Linked DNA regions of Mus musculus: region 1 is linked to region 2. A link is a contact called in public promoter capture Hi-C data. All regions are on one chromosome and are shown on one strand. Each heading gives the region's core, a stretch centred on a gene start, on an enhancer-like site or on the middle of the called end of the contact. The rest is flanking DNA. Distances are from core to core; before and after follow the strand shown. Region 1 overlaps Pkd1 (polycystin 1, transient receptor poteintial channel interacting). Region 2 overlaps Traf7 (TNF receptor-associated factor 7).

Region 1 (6,104 bases), core at 876-3,375, 70 kb before region 2:
CCTTAATCTGTTGGTGTACAGCTGCTCATGGAATTTGCTTCTAGCCTCATCTATTTCTCTAGAGGGAACAAGATGCCTCCTTTAATTCACACTTCGGTAATTCGGACCTCTTCCCCTTTAGTCACTCTAGCTGATGGCTTATCAGTTCTGTCTACCCTTTCAAAGAATCACTTCTGGTTTCTGGACTTTTTTCTCTGACTGCCACAAAGAACAACACAAACCATGCTTGACCTCAGAGTTCTGAGGCCCTTACTCAGCCCACCTTACTCCGAGACATCCGGAAGAGGAACAGGACAGCCAAATAGACAGGGTAGACTACCACACTGGACACAAGGCCAATAGCAACTGTGTCAACACCAGGAGAGATCAGACTGGACACAGGTCCCATGCTGAGGTGAGAAAGAAAAGAATGAAGAAGTTAGAGAGAAGAGTAGGAAGAAGTCAGCCAAGGGTCCAGCAAACCTCACAGGACCTACCTGTAGGTGGTGTCTCTCACAACTCCGTACCACACAGCATTGGCAGCCAGGAAGAGGCAGAGGAGGAGAACACAGCAGGTAACCCTCTGGACTCTAGTAAAGCGGCTACGAGGCGGCCGGTCCCATATGGAGAGCCAGATGTGCTTGTCAAAGAAGCCTCTCTGCAACTCAGCCACGAGGAGCCGCTGGAACTGCCACAGCGCAGCTTCATCTGGGGAGAGTTAGGAGGGTGCAGCAGGGAAGCAGTGAGCCGCCCAGCACTGCCATCCCCTCCTCCCTGTCTCCACCTCAGCAGGTAGTAGGCTTACTTGCTGCAAGCACCTCCTTCTCCACTAGGCCCCCGTTGGCCTCAGTCTCCACAGACAGCCAGTCATTGACCAAAAAGAAGGTGCTGCGGGCACTCTGTAGGTCCCGGACGATAATGTGTTGCAGGAACCAGGCAGGGCTGAGCCCTGTGGAGAAAAACACCTCAGTGAGGACTGAAGCAGGCTGGCAGGATGCAGGGTGACACCAGTTATCACCCAGACCTTTGTTATCATGCCACACTCGGATCTTCCACACGCTGCCCAGGCTGTGCGGGGTGGCAATTTGGAAGATGTCCAGGCTGTTTCGATGAAAGGCTCTGTCCCCATCTAAGTGCCGGTGACCACTACGGTTGTCCTCTCCATACAGCATGATGCCGACGTGAGCAGTGGTACCTGGAAGGCAGAGAACTCTAAGGTGTGCCATTCATTATAAAAAAAAATTCTATGGGTCATCTGTGTGCCAACAAAACAGGCAGTCCTTGGCTTTAAACAAGTTTTAAATTTTTCCTTTTATAGTAATGCAGACTGAAGCCAGGGCTATGTACTGTAGGCAATGCCCTACCTCAGAGATCCATCCCTAGCCGTTTAAAAAAACATTTTATTTTAATACAGAATTTGACTAAGTTGCCCAAACTAGCCTACACTTTGCCCTCACTTGCCTGAATTTGTGACAACCCCCCACCCCTACCCCCACCCCCACCCAGCTCAGCCGCCGAAGTAGCTGGGATGACAGGCCTACACCACCAGGTCCAGGCTGTACAGATCAAACAGACACAAGCCTCAGTTTCTGAAATCTGTTAACAAATACCAAGCCCACAGTAGCAGGGCTTCCAGTAGCAAGGACTATAAACCTTGCCAGTCTATCAAGTGATGGGATACACATCACTAGTAACCAGGCCTCCTCACAGTTCAGTCACACAGACAACAGCTACAGAGCTAGGAAGTCTCCTTTTCTCTATAGATGAATTCACAACGTTTAAAACTGGGCACTCAGAAGAGAGAACTGGCAGCAATAATGAAAGCATGGCAAAGAAAGAAACTGGCGGGGCTGGGGTCGTGCTCAGGCACATAGCATGTCTCAAGCACACACATACCATGAGGGAAAAATAGCAACACTGGAAATAAATTTAGAATAAAAAAATAAATAAAGTTGTTGAAGTAAAAATTCTTGCCTTGGATTTTGTCAGAAAAGAGACTTTTCATATAAACAAGGAAAGTTGTCAAAAAAAAAAAAAAGCGGGCTGTCTGGGCAGAAGAAGAAAAAAGAGCAGGCTGTCTCGGCAGAAGCAGTTGGTAAAAGCTCCCCAAAGAGCTCTGGGGGCATTTCACAACATTCACAGCAAACAGAAAATGCTGAAAGTCAATCTGAACCTGGAGCATGTCACTTGACAGAGCCTACTCTGTCTCAGAGGTCACTGGAGTAGCTGCATTCACAATTATCTGAAGATCCCAAAAGTAAGCAAAGCACTTTCACTTCCAGGGTGTGTTCGTGTGTCTATAGTGTTTGGAATAGGCCTTACTATGAAGCCCAAGCTTGTAAACTTTTCCCCCTAAGACAGGTTCCACTGCGTAGCTCTGATTGTCCTGGAACTTGCTCTGTACACCAAGCTAGCCTCAAACTTAGAGATCCACCTGCCTCTGTCCCAAGTCCTGGGATTAAAGGTGTGCACCTCCACTGTTCATCCAGGCTTGTGAATTTTAAGTGAAATATTGGGGAAGTATTAATATCCTTAATACCTCTGATTAAAAACAGAACAGAACAAAACCACTTGTACACACGGATACATGCCTAGCCCAATCACCATCAGATGGCTTCCTCAGTAGCTGATGGGAGCAGATGCAGAGACCCAGAGCCAAATATTAGGCAGAGCTCAGGAAACTGTGAGGAAGCGGGGGTGGGGTGGGGGGGGGGAAGGATTGTAGGAGCTAGGGGAGCCAAGCATAACAGAACACAGCCTACAGAATCAACAGAGCAGGACTCCGGCTCACAGAACCTGCAAGGGTCTGCACTAGGTCCTCTGCATATGATGTTGGAGTTGTTTAACTTGGGGTTTTTGTGCAACTCCTAACAGTGGGAATGGGGCTGCCTCTGACTCTTCTGCCTGCTCTTAGGCCCCTTTTCCTCCAGCTGGGATGTTTCACCCAGCTGTAATATGAGGTCTTACTACATTTATACCATGTTTAGCTGATCTGCTTGGCAGGCCTGCTTTTTTCTGCCAGGAAATGGAGGAACAGTGGCTGTGAAGGAGAAGGCATGTGGAAGAGGAACTGGGAGGAGGGGAGGGGAGGGGAGAGAGGCTGCGGTTGGGAGGCTTTGTACTAGAGAAGAAAAAAGCAAAGCTCCACCTATTTTGGGGGGCATTTGCATCTCAGCTTACTGATGGAGACAGACGGTAACTTACAGGAGTTGGTTCTTTCCTTCCATTATGTGGATCCCAGAAACAATTCAGGTTTGATTAAGTGCCTTTACAACCCATTTTTCCAATCTATACAAATAGTGAGCTTTTTTTGTTTTTGTTTTTGTTTTGTTTTTTGTTTTTTTGAGACAGGGTTTCTCTGTATAGTCCTGGCTGTCCTGGAACTCACTTTGTAGACTAGGCTGGCCTCGAACTCAGAAATCTGCCTGCCTCTGCCTCCCAAGTGCTGGGACTAAAGACGTGCGCCACCACCACCCAGCCAAAATAGTGAGCCTTTATTTTATTTTTTCCCTCTTTTTTTTTTAATTAGCTATTGTCTTTATTTACATTTCAAATGTTTTCACCTTTCCTGATTTCCCCCCAAAAAATCCCCTATCCCCTCTCTCCTCCCCCTGCTCACCAGCCCACCCACTCATGCTTCCTGGCCCTGGCAGTACCCTATCCTGGAGCACAGAACCCTCATAGGACCAAGGGCCTCTCCTCCCATTGATGACCGACTAGGCCATCCTCTGCTACATATGCAAATAGAGCCATGAGTCCCACCATGTGTTTTCTTTGGTTGGTGGTTTAGTCCCTGGGAGCTCTGGGGGTACTGGTTAGTTAATATTGATGATCCTCTTATGGGGCTGCAAACCTCTTCAGCTCCTTGGGTTCTTTCTGTAGCTCCTTCATTGGGGACCCTGTGCTCAGTCCATATTTTTTTTTTAACTTTTTTTTTTTTGGTTTTCTGAGACAGGGTTTCTCTGTGTAGTTCTGGCTGTCCTAGAACTCACTCTGTAGACCAGGCTGGCCTCGAACTCAGAAATCCGCCTGCCTCTGCCTCCCAAATGCTGGGATTAAAAGCGTGCACCACCACCGCCCGGTTTAACTTTTGTTTTTTCTCAAATTTTGAGACGATTTTACTATATAACTCTGAAACTTCCTATATAGATCAGGCTGATCTCAAACTTACAGAGTCCATCTGCCTCTGCCTCCTGTCTGCTGGGATTAAAGGCATGAGGTTCCATACCCACCTAAATACCTTGGTTTGAATTTGTTTTGTTATGTTTTTCGAGACAGGGTTCCTCTGTATAGATATCCCTGGTTGTCCTGGAACTCACTCTGTAGACCAGGCTGGCCTCGAACTCAGAAATCCACCTGCCTCTGCCTCCTGAGTGCTAGGATTAAAGGTGTGGTCACCACGCCCGGCTCGGAAGGTCAGAGAATTGACCACAGGGTCTGTTCTCAGCCTATGAAGCCTAGGAATCAAACTCAGGTTGCCAGGTGTAATAGTACCTTTTCCTGCTGAGTCATCTTTGCATCCCCAGTAATGAGTTTTAGTGTTAATAAGCATCAGCTGGGCATGCAGTGCACGCCTTTATCCTTTAATCCCAGCACTCACTTTAATCCACAGCACAGGCAGGTGGATATTTGTGAGGCTAGCCTGGACTACACAGGGAGTTCCAGACCAGCCAGAGCTACACAGTGAGTCTGCTCCCTGCCGCAGGGAGGGAGACAATAAAGAAAGAAACATTAAGGAAGGGTTGCAGAGCAACTATAATAGTGCAGTTTGAATTTGTGTATGAGGCTGCTATGCAGAGTGAGGTGCACCTTCTTGGCTCTTGGACCTGTTGTTTTTCTCAGGAAAGACAAATGAATCTAAGTTTCTCTTTGTATTTGTGCAGTACTGTGGCTGAAACCCAGGGCCTTGTACATCCTAGGTCACTGTTCTGCCATTGAGCTCTACCTACAATCCCCATTTGTTGTTCTCATCTCCAAGGTGTGTCCTTATTTACACTGAGTCCTGAGCACTTGCTTTGTGGTAACAGTCTCCATAATCACCAGACAGGGTCCAGGCTGGAGGGCTTAGACCAGGGTAGACGCCATATCCCTACCCAATCACCCATCTCCTTACCTGAACCTCGGCTCCAGCCGGTCTTAACAAGTATTTCATATTTGAAGCGGCCCCCCTTCCCACAGAACGGGATGACACGGACACGGCTAACATCCAGCTGGTCCAGCTTGCGCAGGATCATAGCCATGACCACATAGGTCACCAGGCATATGACACACGTCAGGAGGACAATGTAGTTGATGCTTGCAGATGGTTCCTGGGAAGGAGGAGTCATCAGGTACAGGTGGCTTCAGGTCACACTCTTTTAGTTTCTAAGGATGGAATCAGGAGGCCCTCTCAATATGAAAGGGCTCCAGGAGCAGGGGCACTACTCACAGGAAAGATGAACTGGACATGGCTGGGAGGCACAAAAAGGCTGGCACCGAAGGCAGTGAGGTGGCGGGTGAGGCAGACAGCCTGGCTGGGTGAGGTCTCCTCCAGGGGTACAATGCCCTCAGTTCTCCACATCATCATCTCCTCACTGAAGTACTGGCACAGGGATGTATAGAGGCCCACAGACACCTCCAGGGCAGACCAGTGGAAATGGCTCGTCAGGTTCAGGTAGTAACTCCTGTCCAAGGTCCCAGTTCTACAAGGATTAGAGCAGTGTCATGGCCAGCCTTCCTGCTCCCTGGTTCAATAAAGCCCACACACCTGTCACTAATATGGGCCAAGTTACATTCACCCTTCTGCCACCTCCTTCCCCTCTGCAAGGCCTATTTCTGTGGTTCTGGTGGGAGGCACTCACCCTGGGGCAATGAAGAAGGTGTAGAGCCTGTGGTCAGCACCCTCCAGCACCTCCAGGCTGATCCTCCTGCTGGCCGAGCAGTTGTACTCATTGGGCTGGGACACTGAGTGCAGGTACACAGCCAGGTAGGGCTCAGGCTCCGCGGACAGATAGCGCTCTGGGGGCAACATACACAGTATCAGCCAGCCACCAAAAGGCTCATCATCCTGAGGACACCCTACCGGTTGTTGCCGTGGGGCTTAAGGGCCATTTAAGCAGAGGACTATAGGAAATTCCATGTGGAAG
Region 2 (6,824 bases), core at 711-3,210:
AACCACATGGTGTTTCACAGCAATCTTTAACTCCAGTTCCAGAAGATCCAAAGCCATTTTCTGGCTTCCATGGTACCAGGCACATAAGTGGTACACAGACATACATGCAGGCAAAACACTCATACATATAAAGTTTTTAAAAAGCAAAGGCTGGGGATCTCCTGCTGGTGATTGGCATGAGCCAAGTCCTGGGTTCTCTACACCAAAGGAAAGAAATACACTTAAGTCTCCTGTTGGTAAGCAGGGTGGGGCAGCTAGCAGTCCATTCTCAGTTGTCTGCAGATCCAGTCTGATGAGCCAGGGCCATACTGCTGGTACTTGGAAGACAATCCTGGATAACCATATTCCAGTCTAGTCCAGGGAGACTGAGAGCTAGAGATAATCTGAAGGGCTCCATAGACAAGGGCTCTTCCAGCTGTCTCTGTCACTTTAGCCTCTTCCTCCACTGACAGCCATGTCTTTTCAGCAGCTGATGGGACTGGCACATACAAACAGCATCGCAGGACACCTTCCTCCTCTAGCACCCTTGCCTATTCGCCACGGGATGAGGAGGACGGCATGGTAGGTGTCCACGATGTGGGAGCCTGGTGTAGTTTCCCACCTCCTACCCTCTTCCCTGAGGTCCTAAGAGAAGCCTGCAGGGGAGCAGAGCTGGGATAGAGAGGCACCTTGCTGGCAGAGCTCTTGTTGCATTCCTGAACCTAAGAGGAGGCTCCTGTAGCTGAGTGGTAGCAGGAAGCAGCCAGTTTGTGGGACTGCGCTTTAGGGTGTGGCCCCTGAAGGCCAGTGTCAGGCAGTTTGGGCTCCATCTTAAATGAGGTGGGTGCCACAAAAGGTGCTCTCAGGTGAGTTGGCCAGTGGAACAGAGGATGACTGGCAGGACCAAAGTCCTTGCTCAAGAGGCAGAGGAACCAGACTTCTTTTCCCCCTTTCTTTTTGCTTTTGTGTGTGTGTGTGTGTGTGTGTGTGTATGTGTGTGTGTGGGTTTTGTTGTTTTTATTTGTTTGAGACAGCGTCTTTATGTAGTCCTCATTATCCTGGAACTCACTATATAGACCAAGCTGTCCTTGAACTCACAGAGATCTATCTCTGTCTCTGGATTAAAGGAATGTGCTACCAGGCCCAACCCCTTTTTCCCTTTTCAATGGGAAGATAAATGCTAAGTAGGCATATTGTGGGCCAGGCACTGCCCAGCCCTGAGCCTAAGGATGGGTCAGCTACGTGGAACCCAAACCCCATAGCTTCACCTCTCAGTCTCCACCCAACTCCTGATTGCAGCCTGGGCCTTGAAAGTGGATTCATTGTGCTTCTGATTTTGGATAACTCTGGGGTGTCTGACAGGTGTCAGTAACTTTAGAGATGTCCTAGAATCTTCTGTTTGCTGTGGGACATTGGGCAGCCATGCCCAACCCACCCCCCTGACTGGGTTGGAGGGAGAGCCTAAGAGCTGTGCTAGTCAATGAGCAGAGGGGAGAGAACAGCTCTGTACTGGCTCCTGCCTGCCGTTGCTGCCTGGGGGGGGGGTGGGGGGGGTTGACCCACTTCCTTTAACTTTACCCTCTGGGTCTCACACGGCATTCCCATGCGAGATGTAACTTGGGAAACCATAAGGAGAGATGGGTATTGCCTGGTGAATGAAGTATGGACCCAGTCTCTGCCTCCTGTTCTGGACACAGGCTCACGAGCGGCAGGTGGGCCTAGGCCCACATGGTCCTACATGGTCATGCATGGGGATACTCTTGGATACTGTGCTGCTCTCCCCTACGACCTCATCAAAGGTTGCTCCCTTTAGGTCTCTGGTAGAACATTCCTGTCATTACCGTGAACCCCCCTGGCTAGGACTAGAAAGCAGCTCAGCCTTGCGCACCTCTCCTTGCCCAGGCTTCTACACTACTCTGTTCAGTGATCTGGGCTCTTAGCTGCCCCATGATTGGCTGCTGGATGCAGCCTCTCTGCAGCCCACATTCCCTCACGGGAAGCAGGAAGAAGCCTGAGCATGTCCTGTAAAATTGAATAGCAGGAAATCTCTCCATTTACACAAAGAAAGTTGGCAGGCAAGAACGGGCAGCCCAGCACCAAAGGCCAAGGCTGGCCACCACAGGCAGCGGGATTGAGGCCATACCAGCCTCCCGCACACAATCCACAGCCTTGTGAGCTTGCTGAAATTGGGGTGGCTTAGGGGCACCCCTGCCTCCACAGGGCTCAAGCCCCTGAAAGGCTGCCTCCATCTGTGCAGCCCCCCATCAACACTCCTCGCCGCTCTGACTCAGCCATCTCTGTCCGTTCCCTACACTCCGAGTCCAGCATGTCCCTGCGCTCCACGTTCTCGCTGCCTGAGGAGGAGGAGGAGCCGGTAGGTGTGGTAGGCTTGGCAGGAATCATCTTCCAGAGTTGTCACTGCTGCGGTGGCACGGGGCACTTTCCCCTTAGACTGCACCTCCATAGCTCACATTGAGGGTAGGTCAGACCTGATTAGGGCCTCTAGTTAATGTTGAAATCCCCGCCTCCTGTGGAGGCCGCCTGGGGATGAGGTGTGGGCAGGTGGCTCAGATAGGGCGCTTTGCTAGTCTGTAAGCCAGGAAGAGAGGCCAGTAAGGCTGTCTGACTGTTGCAGATGCTGTGTGTGCGGTTTCTTGCTGCTTACAGCCTGCCCCTGAACCACACCCCTTGCTTCAGCTCCTTGGTCCTCTCGTGGCTCTCTCTAGTCAACGGTGCCTTCTAGGATAGTCCCAGTGCTGGTGAACAGCCCTGGATGGGGCGGACATGCAGGCGGCCTGGGCAGTTAATGTGACAGGGTTGCTCCTGAAGCGCCCACCCGTGTCCTGACCGTGTCCCCCACTCTGTCTAGGAGCCGTTGGTATTTGCCGAGCAGCCCTCGGTAAAGCTGTGTTGCCAGCTGTGCTGCAGTGTGTTCAAGGACCCTGTGATCACTACATGTGGGGTGAGGCCATGGGCATGCTCACTCCCCAACCCTGTTCCTAGGGCTGTGGCCCTCGCTCATCCTCCTAAGCTGGCTGTCCAGCGGGAGCTCTCTGCCTTGGTGTAGGACGGTGTGAGCTCTGGGCTACCATTGACCTTGACTGGAGGGAAGACAGTTACAGCTGTCCCCCAAGTCCACTTTTTGTCCCCACAGCACACCTTCTGCAGACGATGCGCCTTGAAGTCAGGTAGGTCTGTGCCTTCCTTCCAGACCTGTGAGGTTGGTGGTTAATTCCACCCTGCTATTTCCCGGGCAGCCAGCAGAGGCCACTGGTTTCTTATCCAGGCATGTGTGGCCTCTCCCAGGGCTTGAATAGTGTTGTAAGGCTCAAGCCTGGCGAAGGACCTCAATAGCAAAGCAGACCCCCAATTCCTGGTGTCTCCAGATTCAGAGCTTTGGCTGTGGTGGGTGTGGGCCGAGTCCCAAGGTGAAGGCTTGGGCTCCAACAGATGCCATTGTCCCTGGCAGTCCCTGCTTCTTCTCCACACCCAGCTAGCTGTCCTTCTCCCTCTGGGAGGTCTGCTGTGCAGCTCTTCCTGCACCGGCACCTTGGGGCCAATGAAAGAGTGGGCAAGGCACTCGGTGGGCTTCTCTCCACCTGTTGTGCCATTGCATCTCCCTCCCCAGGACTTGGCCTCCCACTGGGCAAAGCTGCCAGGGAGAGAGGTGGCTGGGTAGGTGGTGGGCTCAACATGTCCTCCTCTCCCAGAGAAGTGTCCTGTGGACAATGCCAAGCTGACAGTAGTGGTGAACAACATTGCAGTCGCTGAGCAGATTGGAGAGCTCTTCATACATTGTCGGCATGGCTGCCACGCAGCGGGCACTGGAAAGCCTGGGGTCTTTGAGGTAGACCCGAGGGGCTGCCCCTTCACCATCAAGCTTAGTGCCCGGAAGTGAGTGCCTTCTGCTCCTCCACTTCCCTGGGGCTGCTGAGCACCTTTACCTCTCTGGGGCTACATTGTGGGGTCTTAGCTCAACCTCTGTGTCCTGTGTATGCACAGGGACCACGAGAGTAGTTGTGACTACAGGCCTGTGCGCTGCCCCAACAACCCCAGCTGCCCACCCCTTCTCAAGATGAATCTCGAGGCCCACCTGAAAGAATGCGAGCACATCAAGTGTCCCCACTCTAAGTACGGGTGAGTGGGTGGGGGCGGGGGCTGGTGGGTCTGCGTTCCTAGGCTGAGGGCTTCTGGGAGCTGATGCCTGGGACATGCACCAGAGCCAGAAGTCACACCAGTAACTGCCATCACAGCCCATATCCAGGTGCCCAGGAGGACACAGAAAGGACTGAACAGGTTGGAAGTGGGTTATCAGGGAAGGTGGGTCATAAATTTGAGCAAATGGCTGGAATAGGTGTAGAGGGGAAGCCTGGAAGGACAGGAGGATCCTGCCCAGCTGTTTGGAGCAGAGAGGCTGGTGATGAGCAAAGATGTTACTCAGAGGGAGGGAGGGAGGGAGGGAGGGAGGGAGGGAGGGAGGGAGGGAGGGAGGGAGGGAGGGAGGGAGGAGTCCTTGAAGCATTATGGAGGTATAAGATTTCACTGGTGATATGTCCTGACTGCTGGGTGCTGGGGGTCAAGAAGGTTGCTGATCTGGGGGTAATGGGCATGACCATGATGACTCATAGATTTAATGGGGTCAGGGAGACAGGGGTCAGTCGTGCCAGCCAGGCAGGTGGGTAGCTGTGCTGTTCCCCCAGGTGCACATTTATTGGGAATCAGGACACCTATGAGACACACTTAGAAACATGCCGCTTCGAGGGCCTGAAGGAGTTCCTGCAGCAGACCGATGACCGCTTCCACGAGATGCATGTGGCACTGGCCCAAAAGGACCAGGAGATTGCCTTCCTGCGTTCCATGCTGGGCAAACTCTCAGAGAAGATTGACCAGCTAGAGAAGAGCCTTGAGCTTAAGTTTGGTAAGGTCTAGTTCAGAGACCACGGGGCTCAGCGCCGTTCTGGACCCCGGTGATGGTGATCCCGTTCTGTCTTGTTGCCCAGACGTACTGGATGAGAACCAGAGCAAGCTCAGCGAGGACCTCATGGAGTTCCGGAGGGACGCGTCCATGCTGAATGTGAGTAGGGAGGGCTGTGGTGCTGAAACTCCGGACAGACGGGGGTTCTCCTCTGGCCTTTGCTCCTAGTGTTCAGGGTTTCAGGAGCTATATTCCAGTAAGAGCTAACCCTAGGCCTAGGGCTCTGTAGCTTCATTACAGATCAGTGAGCCCCACCCACCCATTTTCTGCCGTTCTTGGTCTTTCAGGATGAGCTGTCTCACATCAATGCACGGCTGAACATGGGTATCCTTGGATGTGAGTAGAGCCCACCCCTGCTCCCACATTGTCCCCAGAGCCCTACTAGTCCCTCATTAGCTTCTCCCATTTGTAGCCTATGACCCTCAGCAGATCTTCAAGTGCAAAGGGACCTTTGTGGGACACCAGGGCCCTGTCTGGTGTCTCTGTGTCTATTCCATGGGTGACCTGCTCTTCAGTGGCTCTTCTGACAAGACAATCAAGGTGAGTGGGGGTCCTGTTCCACAGGCTCTGAAGCCTGGTTGGACTCAGCTGGGCACTGCATACCAGCCTTGGTTGTCCCTTATCCATGTTTGGGTCTTTTCTTCTAATGGCTGCTATCCTATCCTTTGTCACCAAACTGACCCTGCTGGACCTGGTCTGACGTGATCTCTGCAGGTATGGGACACTTGTACCACTTACAAGTGCCAAAAGACACTGGAAGGTCATGATGGTATTGTGCTGGCGCTCTGTATCCAGGGGTGAGTCTTAATAACTGCCACCTTGTGGGCCCTGAGCCTGTTGGAATCTGTGTACCTTGTGTCTCTTCCATCTATGGAACACTCACACCTGTGCAATCCTGGATACCTAGGTGATCCAGTATGAAATCCCAGGAGAGCCTGGCCCTGCCCTAATGTGTTAGGTAGCTAGAAACCAGAGGTGGCACTCTTAGAGGGGAGGATAGCTCACCTATCACCAGGATAGCTAGTACCTTGGGCTTAACTCTGCTTATAGTTGATGTAGAAGCTACCATGATTAATCTGTCAGTAGGCTCTTCCCAAGGCTGGCCTCCCTTCCTCGTGTCTTGTTGGACTTTCTGGGTGTGGTGATTCTAGGTATTGCTCACCTTTACCAGTGGTGGTAACCTCCCTGGGCCTCGGTATTCAGAATAGGTGACCTTCCCGCTTGCTCAGCTCAGCCGTCAAATGATTCCCAGTCTAGTTGTTCACATCCAACTATGCACACAGAGAATGGCACCGAGGGAGCAGCAGTAGCCCTGAGACCACGCCACGTTGTGTCCTGGGGCTAAGCCAGGGCACAGTGGCTTCTTCTGCATCCTGTTGACTTTGCTTCCCCGTGTTGACTTTGCCTCCATAGGTGCAAACTGTACAGTGGGTCTGCAGACTGCACCATCATTGTGAGTGGGCACAGGGTGAGGAGTTGGGGGCCGAGAAGACCCATTGCTCTTTCCTTCCTAACTCTAAGTCCTCTCACCCCCTACAGGTGTGGGACATCCAGAACCTACAGAAGGTGAATACTATCCGGGCCCACGACAACCCTGTATGCACACTGGTGTCTTCCCACAACATGCTCTTCAGTGGCTCCCTGAAAGCCATCAAGGTATAGACAAGGAGTATGCGTGCACGTGGGGGCTACTGCAGCAATGGATGCCTTCCTAGCCCAGGCTCATGGCCATCCCTACAGGTTTGGGACATCGTGGGCACTGAGCTAAAGTTGAAGAAAGAACTCACAGGCCTCAACCACTGGGTGCGGGCCCTGGTGGCAGCACAGAGCTATCTGTACAGTGGCTCTTACCAGACAATCAAGGTGTGCC

What was found. Capture Hi-C pulls out chosen DNA fragments and counts their contacts.
Region 1: a promoter capture Hi-C map of adipose tissue shows a contact between it and region 2. The contact joins two enhancer-like sites. A contact is called at or near these places in 6 of 39 promoter capture datasets (the HPC-7 cell line, embryonic stem cells, hematopoietic stem and progenitor cells and 3 more), 11 of 484 Hi-C or Micro-C datasets (the G1E-ER4 cell line, embryonic stem cells, extraembryonic endoderm stem cells and 5 more), 10 of 115 datasets of contacts at active chromatin or transcription factors (the 230-238 cell line, the HPC-7 cell line, the SCID.adh cell line and 5 more) and 4 of 9 other capture datasets (adipose tissue, embryonic stem cells, liver and 1 more).

What each region holds. Positions count from the first base shown.
Region 1 is chr17:24,580,747-24,586,850 of GRCm38.p6, reverse strand. Pkd1 (polycystin 1, transient receptor poteintial channel interacting) reads right to left here. Exons shown (of 46, transcript NM_013630.2): 24 at 5,820-5,976; 25 at 5,408-5,660; 26 at 5,093-5,288; 27 at 1,004-1,174; 28 at 785-928; 29 at 477-687; 30 at 263-389. Among named protein-coding and RNA genes, the nearest start is that of Pkd1, 34 kb to the right of the region's middle. Within about 2 kb of position 2,125, at least 34 of the 459 cell types and tissues checked have an H3K27ac peak or open chromatin away from gene starts, as enhancers often do. A contact at or near this core is called in adipose tissue, where this site is marked.
Region 2 is chr17:24,510,242-24,517,065 of GRCm38.p6, reverse strand. It overlaps Traf7 (TNF receptor-associated factor 7), which reads left to right. Exons shown (of 21, transcript NM_001172113.1): 4 at 470-561; 5 at 2,237-2,353; 6 at 2,849-2,941; 7 at 3,134-3,167; 8 at 3,690-3,873; 9 at 3,982-4,116; 10 at 4,680-4,897; 11 at 4,980-5,053; 12 at 5,242-5,290; 13 at 5,367-5,494; 14 at 5,669-5,751; 15 at 6,368-6,407; 16 at 6,494-6,610; 17 at 6,695-6,817. Among named protein-coding and RNA genes, the nearest start is that of Traf7, 14 kb to the left of the region's middle. Within about 2 kb of position 1,960, at least 24 of the 459 cell types and tissues checked have an H3K27ac peak or open chromatin away from gene starts, as enhancers often do. A contact at or near this core is called in adipose tissue, where this site is marked.